Regions from separate parts of the Mus musculus genome. Here all the other regions are linked to region 1. The links are chromatin contacts, called in public Hi-C maps. All regions are on one chromosome and are shown on one strand. The core of a region is the stretch at or near the end of the contact, and the rest is flanking DNA. Distances in the headings are between cores, read along the strand shown.

Region 1 (3,062 bases), core at 115-2,614:
ATGAGTATTGTGACTGTGTCTCTCTACAGATGGACTTTTTTTCTTTCAAGGAACAGTACATGTGGGAAAATATATTTTCTTCATTGTTTCTGATCATAAAGTTGTGACAATACAGTTTTATGGAAGGCAGTGCTCTTTTGGTCTTGCCAGGAGGTGTCACTACAGCTCTCTGACTAACAGCACATCCAGTAGGGACCAATTGGTACTCACCTGCATCTTCTCAGAGGCCCAATGTTCTCTCTGCTGGGTTACCCGGAGGAAATGCAATAGGACAGTAGAATTATTTCCAGAATCCTATTTCCCCAAACAATTATTTTTAGGTTGTGAATTAGTTGAAACTAAAAACCCAAACCAAAACAAATGTCTTTACTATTTTGGAAGTAAGTACTATACTTTCTTTTGAGTAATGATCAAACATTGTGAAAAGAAAGAGCAAGAAGCAGAGGAAGGGAAATAGGTGGGTGTAGACTTCTGAAAGAAGTGAAGCCCACAGTGATAGCCCAGGGTGACAGCCCAGGGTGACAGCTTGCCCTGGAGCATCTCCTGACTCAGTGTTTTCTCTCTTGCCTGACTTGGCAGTTGGGCAGTTGGTATTCTGTGTCCTGCCTCTTTTTCCTATCTGGATAAGTCTAATTTTCAAAAAGCTTGTATTAAGAGTTATATACCATCTTTACTTGTTGATTAGTATAATTTCAGTCTCCTCCACAATGTGATAAGATGGGGTAGTTACTGTATTTTCCTATGTAAGAAAAAAATGGACATTGGAAAAATATTGTACACAGCACCCATGTGTACATCATACTTTTATGGGGATTAGGGATTTGACCCATCGGATTTCAACAGCCACTAAAGAATTGTCCCCCTACAGCAGGTGTTCTTTCTGTCTTTTTCTCTGTGTGATCCTGACTGAATTGGAGCTCCACACAATACCCAGTGCTCACTTTGTGTGAACAACACACCTTGAAGGTGTGGCTTTCTCTTTCCTTGTATGTAGTGCTTCGTGAAGAGTCTAGACATTTTGAAAAGTGACCTGATATTTCTGTTTCTAAAATGACACATAAGACCCACAACAATGACCAATAAAGTGGGTGGATGAGACAAAAGATGTGCTCAAGGGTGAGCCTCCCCAGCCTTGAGTCTGGAAAGAAGGAAAGACTGTGGCACACTTGGCTTCACCTAGTGCCGCTGCCTCCACGTGGTCCACTAATCAATGAGCCATGGGACAGAAAGGCTCAGCTTTTTTGTCAAGTAGTAAAACAGAATGGGGGGCTTAGCTCAGCCCGAAGGGTCTCTTTGACTGTTGGGAACAGACTGGCGTTCGTGGAGCTGTGTTTCCTGCCGCCCTCCAGGTGGCAGCCTGGCCCCGCTGTTAGACATGCTCTGGTTTCAACCATTTTTAACATTGCCAGACTCAGGACTGTTTCTCAGCACATTTAATTCCCTGGGAATGATGAACTGCGCTTCAGCTCACTGCACCCTAGGGTGATTGAGCCTGCAGTATTTTGGAATCTGCAGAGACTTTTTGGGCTGTCATTTGATTGAAAAAAGCTGCCATATTTTGGATATTTTGTCCCCTTTAGAGCTGTCCTGGCAGACTGTATCTGCCCAGAAGCAATCTATAGGAGAACACTTTAAAAGCATATATATACTTTCTCTTAAAATATGAGGAACTTAAACAAGCTTACAATTTATTCCATTATTTGATCTTCTATCTATTTCATGGCTTTGTTCTTCTTTGGTTCTGAAATAATATTTCTTTCCACCTGACTTAAAGCAAATCCTCTCTAGAAGGTAGCTTATGTTAATTGACTGAGTATTTTGAAAGAATGCAGGCAGAGCTATGTGGAATGTCTTAATTTAAATGAAGCTGTAAGCCTTTTCATATTGTAAGCAGAGGTATTTAAAAGTAAGATGATTAGAAACTGCTGAAGTTGCACACAATTCAAGAGAATGTGAAAGACGTTAGAATGAGCGGCTGGCACAGGGCTGCAGTGTCCGTGTATTCTAAATATACATGTAATATCAATTATGGAAGAAAACCAACAAAGGATCTTAGGCTTGTCAGCTTGCATTTGTGTGGCTGCTTCTTTTCATGAGAATTTTTAGTAACTGGGAAAAGTGCCAGATACTAAATGCTGGAAAACGACACATGAATAGGATATAGTAGATCTTAGCACTGTTGAGGGGGAAAAAAAAGTCACTTACGAGTTTAGAAAGCTTTTCTCTGTCAGTGTGGCCAAATTCGCGCTTTGATTTGCAGTGGTTTAGACTTATAAGTCACCTGTGGTTGGCTTTGGGCCATGGTTAGTAGCATCTTCAACGGAATCTTCTAGATAACTTCTGAGAACCATTGTTCTCTACCCCTGTGAGATTTGATCCCCTGCCATAAAACATTCTCTCAAGGCAGCTTGTAAGAGCATATAAGCTTGTGTTCTATACAGAACCTTAGATTCTAGATGTGGAAAAAACCTAGCTTTACTGACTCACCATTAGCCGACAGTGAATTTGGTCTCTGAAAGCTGATAGTGTAGTGAACCATTAGGAGAATGGCAGGGATGGGCCTCTCCACTTCTCTTTTCAAGTTAGGTTGTAGCCATTGACTGGGATGTTAATCTATCTGTCTTTTTGTGAATTTTTAATTTAAGTATTATAATTGTGTCTTGTCATTTTGTGACATCTTAGGGCAGAATGTGAACTTGGGGAGGAGGTGATTAGTTGACTGAAATAAGTCCAAGACTGGTTGGTCATAGCCTCCGGTTTAGTGACTCCAACAAAATCAGCAAGGGAAGGCTAATTCGCAACAAGCCCAAAGTCTTCTTTGATGGTGCATGCATTCCTGGAAGGACTTCACCAGCCTACCAGTTTTTTATATAGCTGTAAATATCATTTTATCAGAAAATATTTGATCTCTTGATGGAAAGAAAAGAAATTTCTAAGTCTATTTAACCTGAGAAGAAACCGAAGAAACAAGACTTGAGGGTAGACAGGAGGGTGGTAATCCTTTCCAGTTGGTAGAGTGAACAAGATGAGACAGAGAACTGGAAAGCCATATTTTTCCAGGA
Region 2 (3,429 bases), core at 638-3,137, 1.1 Mb after region 1:
TGAGCTTCTTCTACCATACTGAAAAAGGCAGATCATAGTTGGTCACCAACAAGAATGCTCAGAAGAATTTCAGTGAGGATATAATGGTCAAACATGGGTTATAAAGTTGATACTATTTCATTCATTTGGGGCATGACTCAAAGAGGCCTAGAATGCAGGAAGGAATCTCATTTTCTTTCATATGTGAAATCTAGATTTAAATATGTATACATATGCATACATATATGTGACATTGAAGCATAAGTGGGTATATTTGGAGGTAGAAAGGGAACCAGTAACAGAGGGCAGGACAGATAGTAGAGGGTAGTCAGGGGGTACAAATATGAGCAAGACACAATGATATATATGTTTGAAAATGTCCAAAAACCCCACAAAATAGTAAGATAAGAAACTAATTTTTTTTAATTGCAAGGGTATATATACATAGTCTAGATTTCTCTAGAATAATAGTGTTGGAATCCTTGTTCAGGTCTTGCTTAGGCAGCCATATTGTTGAGTTGTCACAGGAAAAACTTGCCGGTCATGTCTAGGAGACACTCTCCCACAGCAGATTTCCTGGTTCTCTAGCTCTTACAATCATTATGCCACTTCTGCCATGCTGTCCCCTGAGCCTTAGATGCATGAGCTGTGTTGTAGATGTGCCAGTTGGGGCTAGGCAACACGCGGTCAGTTCTTCTCTGCATCTTGGTCAGGTATGGTTTCTGTCATTCTCCCCATCTACTGGAAAGAGAAGTTTCTTGGATGAGGAATGAAGACTACTCTTTTAAGGCCCTGAGTATAAGCCCTTAGAATTCAGTTAAGGATGTTGCTGCTTTAGTAAAGTGGCAGTGGTATGTTCTCCTCTAAGATCCATGACTTCACGAGTCGTGGGTAGCTGGCAGGTCTCCAGAACTAGGCATGGTCTCCCTCATGTTGAGCTGGCCTTAAGTCCAATTAGAGAGCTGTTGGTTACTGCCAAGCTATAAGTGCCACTATTGCATCTTACCATGCTGGTCATTGTTGTAGTTCATGGACATCAGAGCTGGGTAAGGCTATGAACTGCTTCCCTCCTATGGAAGCTTCCATAGAACCTTCTGGTACTATAAAAGCTAATCCTCAGGAAAAAGGCTTCCTGGTCAGATCCACCTTGTAGCCTCGGAGTCCTGTGTCCTATCTACTTTGACTTTTTTTTCTGGCTTTGCTGCCGTTATGTTTTCTATCTAAAAGCAAGAATGAAAAACATGCAGCTTGCATTTAGTTTGTGCATTTGCTTTGTGTATTATGTTAGTCTCTTCAAGCTGATATATGTGATGGAGCTGAAAACATCACCTCTACTACCTCTCACTGCTCCAGGCACCGGAATGTACTGCGAGTTTATTCCCATGAAGCCACTACTAGAATATGTAGTGTTTCTCAAAGAATCCTGAACTACAGCTCCTTTAAATTTCCCAAAGAACAAGTAGTGTTTAGATCAGCTTTGATGTTTGGATACTTTCTACTTCTTAACTAAGATGGGAAAATACAGTTAGATGTTAATAAAATAAGTACCAACTGTCTAGGTAAACAAAAATGCAATGTCACACAAATACACAGAGAACATGTGAGATAAAAACAAACAAACGTAATGACAGAAATTAGCTTGATGCCACAGCCCCATGCTTTGTTATGAAGCTTCAGTAATTTATGGCACAAGCCTCATAGTAGATTTTGGATTAGAAAAAACAAACTTGCAGTTCATTATATTATACTGTAATGTAGGGCTTAATAAGAGCCTGATAAATCTTCAGTATTGCATTACAGTATGTTAATGATTATCATCATAGCTTTCCCAACATGGGCACTGCAGTGTCATCACAGATTATAATTTAAGGGAAACATTAGCAATTCAGAGCCCATATACTACAGTTAATAAACCACTGAGTAGAAATCAGCTTTCCTGGTAATTTACCAGCTAATGGCAGTCGTTTCTATACTGTGTCACAGACTCATACGACAATAACTTTTTGTATAAATAAGATCGATGCTCATAACATTATAACTCGTTCACTGCGGCAAGTCACCCGGTACTGATGACTAATGTTTCTTCTTAATAAATTAATTTATTGCCTGACAACACACCAAAAAAAAATGTGACATTTCATATTTTTCACATCCCAGAGGTATTTAGCAAGTTTGCCAATTACAACAAAGAATCCAGATTGCACTGGTGGTAAACAAAGTGATAGAGTGTGAGTCACAATTGAGTACCCTGTGTAAGTACCACGCGATTTATGACCCGCTCAGAGCACGGTGATACTGCTGTGTCTGATCGAGTGGCTTTGCAAAATAAAGACAGATGGCCTAGCAGTAAATAATTGCTTGATTGGAAGGCAGGGCTGCAGGACTGCTCCCTGCCATCCTGCCGTCAATCCAGCCTGACTCCACCTAGGCATCAGCAACTGATCCATGTAAGCACGTGCGGCTTCAAGGTGATTGGCCAAGGAAAGAGTTCTAATTTAATAATGAATAAAGGAAAAGGGGGTTGTGAGATGGGCGAGAATACGACTGCCCTCTGGCTTTCTCTGCTCCTCCTTCTGCTGTCCTTAAGATTCAAAGCAGATGGTGAATTATAAGCCCCTAAATGACGTCTTTTTAAAAAATGGCACAGTAGAACTCATGAGGCAATTTTGGCCACTAAATCCAATTTCAAAATGCAGTCTCTCCAGTCATTTACTGTGTGGCTGGTTTATGAAGCACTTGGGAACACGGTGATGGCTATTCAGCAAAGTCTGGGTATCTGGTCTCACTAGAGTTGTTTTGGGGTGTGCAGGAAGAAAGTTATTCAAAACCTGCTCTCAACTGACAACCTCAAGGTCATTTACTTCCTCCACTACAGCCCTGGAATTCTCTCTCAAAATCTATAACAGCGAAGGGCAGGCAGATATCATGATTGAGTCACTGAAAAGGAGTAAAGAGTAGCAGTTCTCAACCTGTGGGCCTTGACCCTGTGGGAGAAAACAGAGATGTTTACATTATGATTCATAGCAGGAGCAAAATTACAGTTATGTAGTAGCAATGAAGATAATTTCATGGTTGGGGGTCAATAGAAAATGAGGAACTGGGTTAAAGGGTCCCAGCATCAGGAAGGTTGAGGCCCACTGGTAATGGGGATTAAACAATAGGGTGTGGAGGCACATTCCTGTAACCCCAGCACTAAAGACTCAGAAGTAAGAAGACCAGGAGTTGAACGAGAGCCAGCCCAGGCTACAAAGTGAGCTTGAGGCTAGCTGAGGCTACAAAAGACTCAAAGACAGGGGTGACAGAATCTAATGTTAGAATTAGACGCAGAAGACATGTCACTAGCTACATGACCTTGGACGAATCGCCTGGGCTGGCTATGCCCAAGTTTCCTTTAGAACGAAATGCAAACTAAAACCAGCTTTCCCTACACACGAGCATCTGCAATGAAAA
Region 3 (3,164 bases), core at 550-3,049, 1.3 Mb before region 1:
GTCCATGTCTTTAAGATCTCAGAATTACATTTTACTGGAGGGTATGACCCATCACTATCAGCATGTGACATAGAGCAATTGTTTCTTTCATATCCAGTCATACAATTAAGCATTGACAGCCTAGGCATAGCCACTGTTATTATTTTTTGAGTAGCTGGGAGGAAACAGAATTGTCCCAGTCTTCTTGTCCAGCGTCAGGGATCCACCCCTCTAGGCCATCTACTTGAATGACTCCTGTTTCTTGGAGGATGTCTAAGGCCTTTGCTTCCTCCCACTTTCCCCTCCAACTCTCTTCCATAGAAGAAATTAGACTTTATCTAGAAATTAGAGTACCATCCCCTGAGCTGGCCACTGAGAAGATCAGCGAGCATAAGAACAGCAGCACAATCCTGCTCCTGTGTAGCTTGCCACGGGGAGGGAGAAAGTGAGTGTGCAGACACATGCAAATCAGGTGATGGTAAATGTGCGAAGAACATACGAGGGGGACAGAGCAGAGCAGTGTGTGATCACACCTGTGCCTCTGACTGGTGTGTGTGTGTGTGTGTGTGTGTGCACTGTTTTACATAGCACGCAGCTAGCACTTCTCCACCTCCACAACTTTGCTTATATCATCTCTTCTGGTGGCTGCATGATTATTCTCCTTTGACATTTGAGCTTTAACCTGAAGTCAGATTTTCCACTCATTATGAAGTCTTCTTTGACTGATTCAGATCTTTTCCTTCTCTGAGCAAGTAAGAGTTGATAGAAAACAGGGGTCTGTGCATTACAGTTTGATTATAGTGCAGTGACAGGATAAGGCTTGGCAGTACACATTCTGAAAGGCAGGAATTCCTCTTTGTGTTCCTTTTCTTCTTTTGATCTTCTCTCTCCCTCTGGGCTTAATAGTAGGAGCTTGTACAGTTTGACAACACACACAACAGTACACAACAACACACACATACACACAAACTCCCAAAACACACACTCCCCAAAACACACACTCACATACCAACAACAACACACACACACACACACACACACACTCACTCAAATCCCAGTGAGGGTAGTCTTCAGACGGAGGAGGAACTGGTGGGAAGGTGACTGCAGAGTCCTTTTCAGAGCTCTCAGCTGTGACCACACCCAACTCCACCTTCTGCAATGTTGAGGATTCATTCTATACCTCAGAGCTTCTTTAGTAATTTCAGCGAAGGAGATGAACGACTGCTTGTTACACATCATATTTCAATGTCAAATGCTCTTGACAATCATGTCTGATTGATTGTATATCTTGGTGACTTCTTGAAACAGGTCTTGGAGGAAAAACCACCATGTGTTTAGAAGCTGTTAACAAATTCCCCAAACTATATAATCAATCAGGCATATAACCCATCAGCGACAAAGCCTCCTTCGTGCGGTGTTCTCCACCCTCACACATCCCCAAATAAACATAATACCTGTTAATCTTAAGATTAAGAGGCTCTCCGCTCTCCAGGACAGCCTTTGAACAGGGCCGTGATGAGTTGCGCCTAGAGAGCTGTAGGTGGCGCTGTGAGCTCGGCGCATGGTCTTCCAGGCAACTTTTAAGATTTCCAGGGGAAGGAAGACAAGGCGTCTGGCATCTTTTCAGTTAAATTTCATCCTATCTGCTCAGCTTCTGCAAAGCAAGTCTGAGAAACAGATTAGCCGATTTCTGACCCTAAACGGAAGGTCAGCCGTTCTGTGCTCAAATGTAGCATTTCACCGCAGGCTGGATCATGTCCTGGACTGGGCTTTGGAATTCTGCCCATAAGCTATGAAAATGACCCCAAGGTGTTTCTTAGAGCATTTCTTTGCTTGGGAGGCCTTTCTTGGTTTTGTACTTGGAAGCATAAACCACATTAGCATCGCGCTTTGGGCCTGTGTATATGTGGGTTTGGTTTGGGTTGGGGGGTGAGGGATTGGCTTGTAGGCTTCAAGGCTACTTGCTATTTTCGATCACTTTCTGAATTCAGTTTGCTGTTAAAAGCAGGCCCCTGCTTGAGTGGGGCCTTTATTACCCGCACCTGGTCCCTAACCCAGGTCTCTGGGAAATTTTCTTTGTTGCCAAGCTCTGTGGCTGTAGTGCCGATCCACTTAATAGCAGAAAATTGGGCGCTAACTGTATCATTTGTCAGCCACACTGTGGGATTTCAGATTCCTTAATTAAACTTGCGTGTTTCAGATTTCATAAAGTGAATCTGTGTTTTATGTGCATAGGATGTGAACGTGTGGAATGGAGAGAATGGGACCTTAATGACCTCCTGGACAGATACAATTCAAATTCCCTAACCACATTTACTAAAGGCACGGCTGACTTTCAATGTCTCATAGATTTCCTAGTGGCGAAGGGAATGAGGTGACACTTCCCATCACATTTCTATAATGAAGTTATTAGGGTTGAATTTATTTTTGGTTTTCCCCCATATTCACTGTTTTCAGATGAACACTTTTGTTTGTTTCCTTACTGATAACCAGTAGATGGCTCTGTGGCATTTCTAGAGTTGACAATTGTTAGTTTGGTGCCTCTTAATATATGAGAGTAATTTACTTTCCCTCTGGCCTGTGGGGAAATCTTGAGCCGTTCCATTCAGTCCCATGGATGAGGAGAACGGCTGATGAAGGTTCTTTTTCTCCCTCAGTTGTTAGGAAATTTTGTGTGTGTGTGTGTGTGTGTGTGTGTGTGTGTGTGTGTGTGTGTATGTGTGTGTGTGTGTGTGTGTGTTTCTCCTATTGGAGTAGCCAGATAATTACCAACTGTGGGCACAAGACCTTTGGGATGGGCAGTGTGCAATATGTTGGCCACTGATGGATATAGATTCTATCCAGATTCCAGAAGGTAACAGTACCTACACATGGCTCCTAAACACCAGCTGTTGGAGCTCCCACATGGGAAGGGATGGGGACTTTCATAGCTGACTCAGTTTCCATTTCCGTCTCCCCAGAGCTGGGGATCATTGCCCAAACACAGGTAAAGCAGGCGAGAACATCCCTGGATGCTGTCTTCCGTGTCTAGTCTACCTGGTGCCACCAGATGAGTGCCGTTTACCAATTTCCCCCAGTGCCTTTTGTTCTGCCTTCTCTATCACCATAGGATGGGGAGTGTGAGGACTGTGTGCCCAGTCACAGGTTATTTGTTGTTCTCCATCTTCTTTTTTTTTTTTTTTTTT

The links. A called contact is a pair of places that touch in the nucleus more often than the background predicts.
Region 2: a Hi-C map of the N1E-115 cell line shows a contact between it and region 1, with 4 times the contacts expected there. The contact joins two enhancer-like sites. A contact is called at or near these places in 22 of 39 promoter capture datasets (the 3T3-L1 cell line, 3T3-L1-derived adipocytes, the C10 cell line and 13 more), 2 of 15 datasets of contacts at CTCF or cohesin (large pre-B cells and pro-B cells), 103 of 484 Hi-C or Micro-C datasets (the 3T3-L1 cell line, 3T3-L1-derived adipocytes, the AML12 cell line and 63 more) and 11 of 115 datasets of contacts at active chromatin or transcription factors (astrocytes, bone marrow-derived dendritic cells, embryonic forebrain and 8 more).
Region 3: a contact with region 1 is called in a Hi-C map of the N1E-115 cell line, with 15 times the contacts expected there. The contact joins two enhancer-like sites. A contact is called at or near these places in 3 of 39 promoter capture datasets (3T3-L1-derived adipocytes, liver and second pharyngeal arch cranial neural crest), 11 of 484 Hi-C or Micro-C datasets (the N1E-115 cell line, cerebellum, cerebral cortex and 6 more) and 4 of 115 datasets of contacts at active chromatin or transcription factors (astrocytes, embryonic forebrain, forebrain and 1 more).

What each region holds. Positions count from the first base shown.
Region 1 is chr2:124,099,742-124,102,803 of GRCm38.p6, forward strand. It overlaps a transcript of Sema6d not described here. Among named protein-coding and RNA genes, the nearest start is that of 4930517E11Rik, 29 kb to the right of the region's middle. Within about 2 kb of position 1,365, at least 22 of the 459 cell types and tissues checked have an H3K27ac peak or open chromatin away from gene starts, as enhancers often do. A contact at or near this core is called in the N1E-115 cell line and pancreatic cancer cells, where this site is marked.
Region 2 is chr2:125,207,149-125,210,577 of GRCm38.p6, forward strand. All of the region lies in intron 20 of Slc12a1 (solute carrier family 12, member 1), which reads left to right. It overlaps Gm14002 (a long non-coding RNA gene), which reads right to left. Exons shown (of 4, transcript XR_866695.2): 4 at 1-2,963. Among named protein-coding and RNA genes, the nearest start is that of Gm46760, 7.4 kb to the left of the region's middle. Within about 2 kb of position 1,888, at least 22 of the 459 cell types and tissues checked have an H3K27ac peak or open chromatin away from gene starts, as enhancers often do. A contact at or near this core is called in the N1E-115 cell line and pancreatic cancer cells, where this site is marked.
Region 3 is chr2:122,823,997-122,827,160 of GRCm38.p6, forward strand. No RefSeq gene overlaps it. Among named protein-coding and RNA genes, the nearest start is that of Sqor, 60 kb to the left of the region's middle. Within about 2 kb of position 1,800, at least 16 of the 459 cell types and tissues checked have an H3K27ac peak or open chromatin away from gene starts, as enhancers often do. A contact at or near this core is called in the N1E-115 cell line, where this site is marked.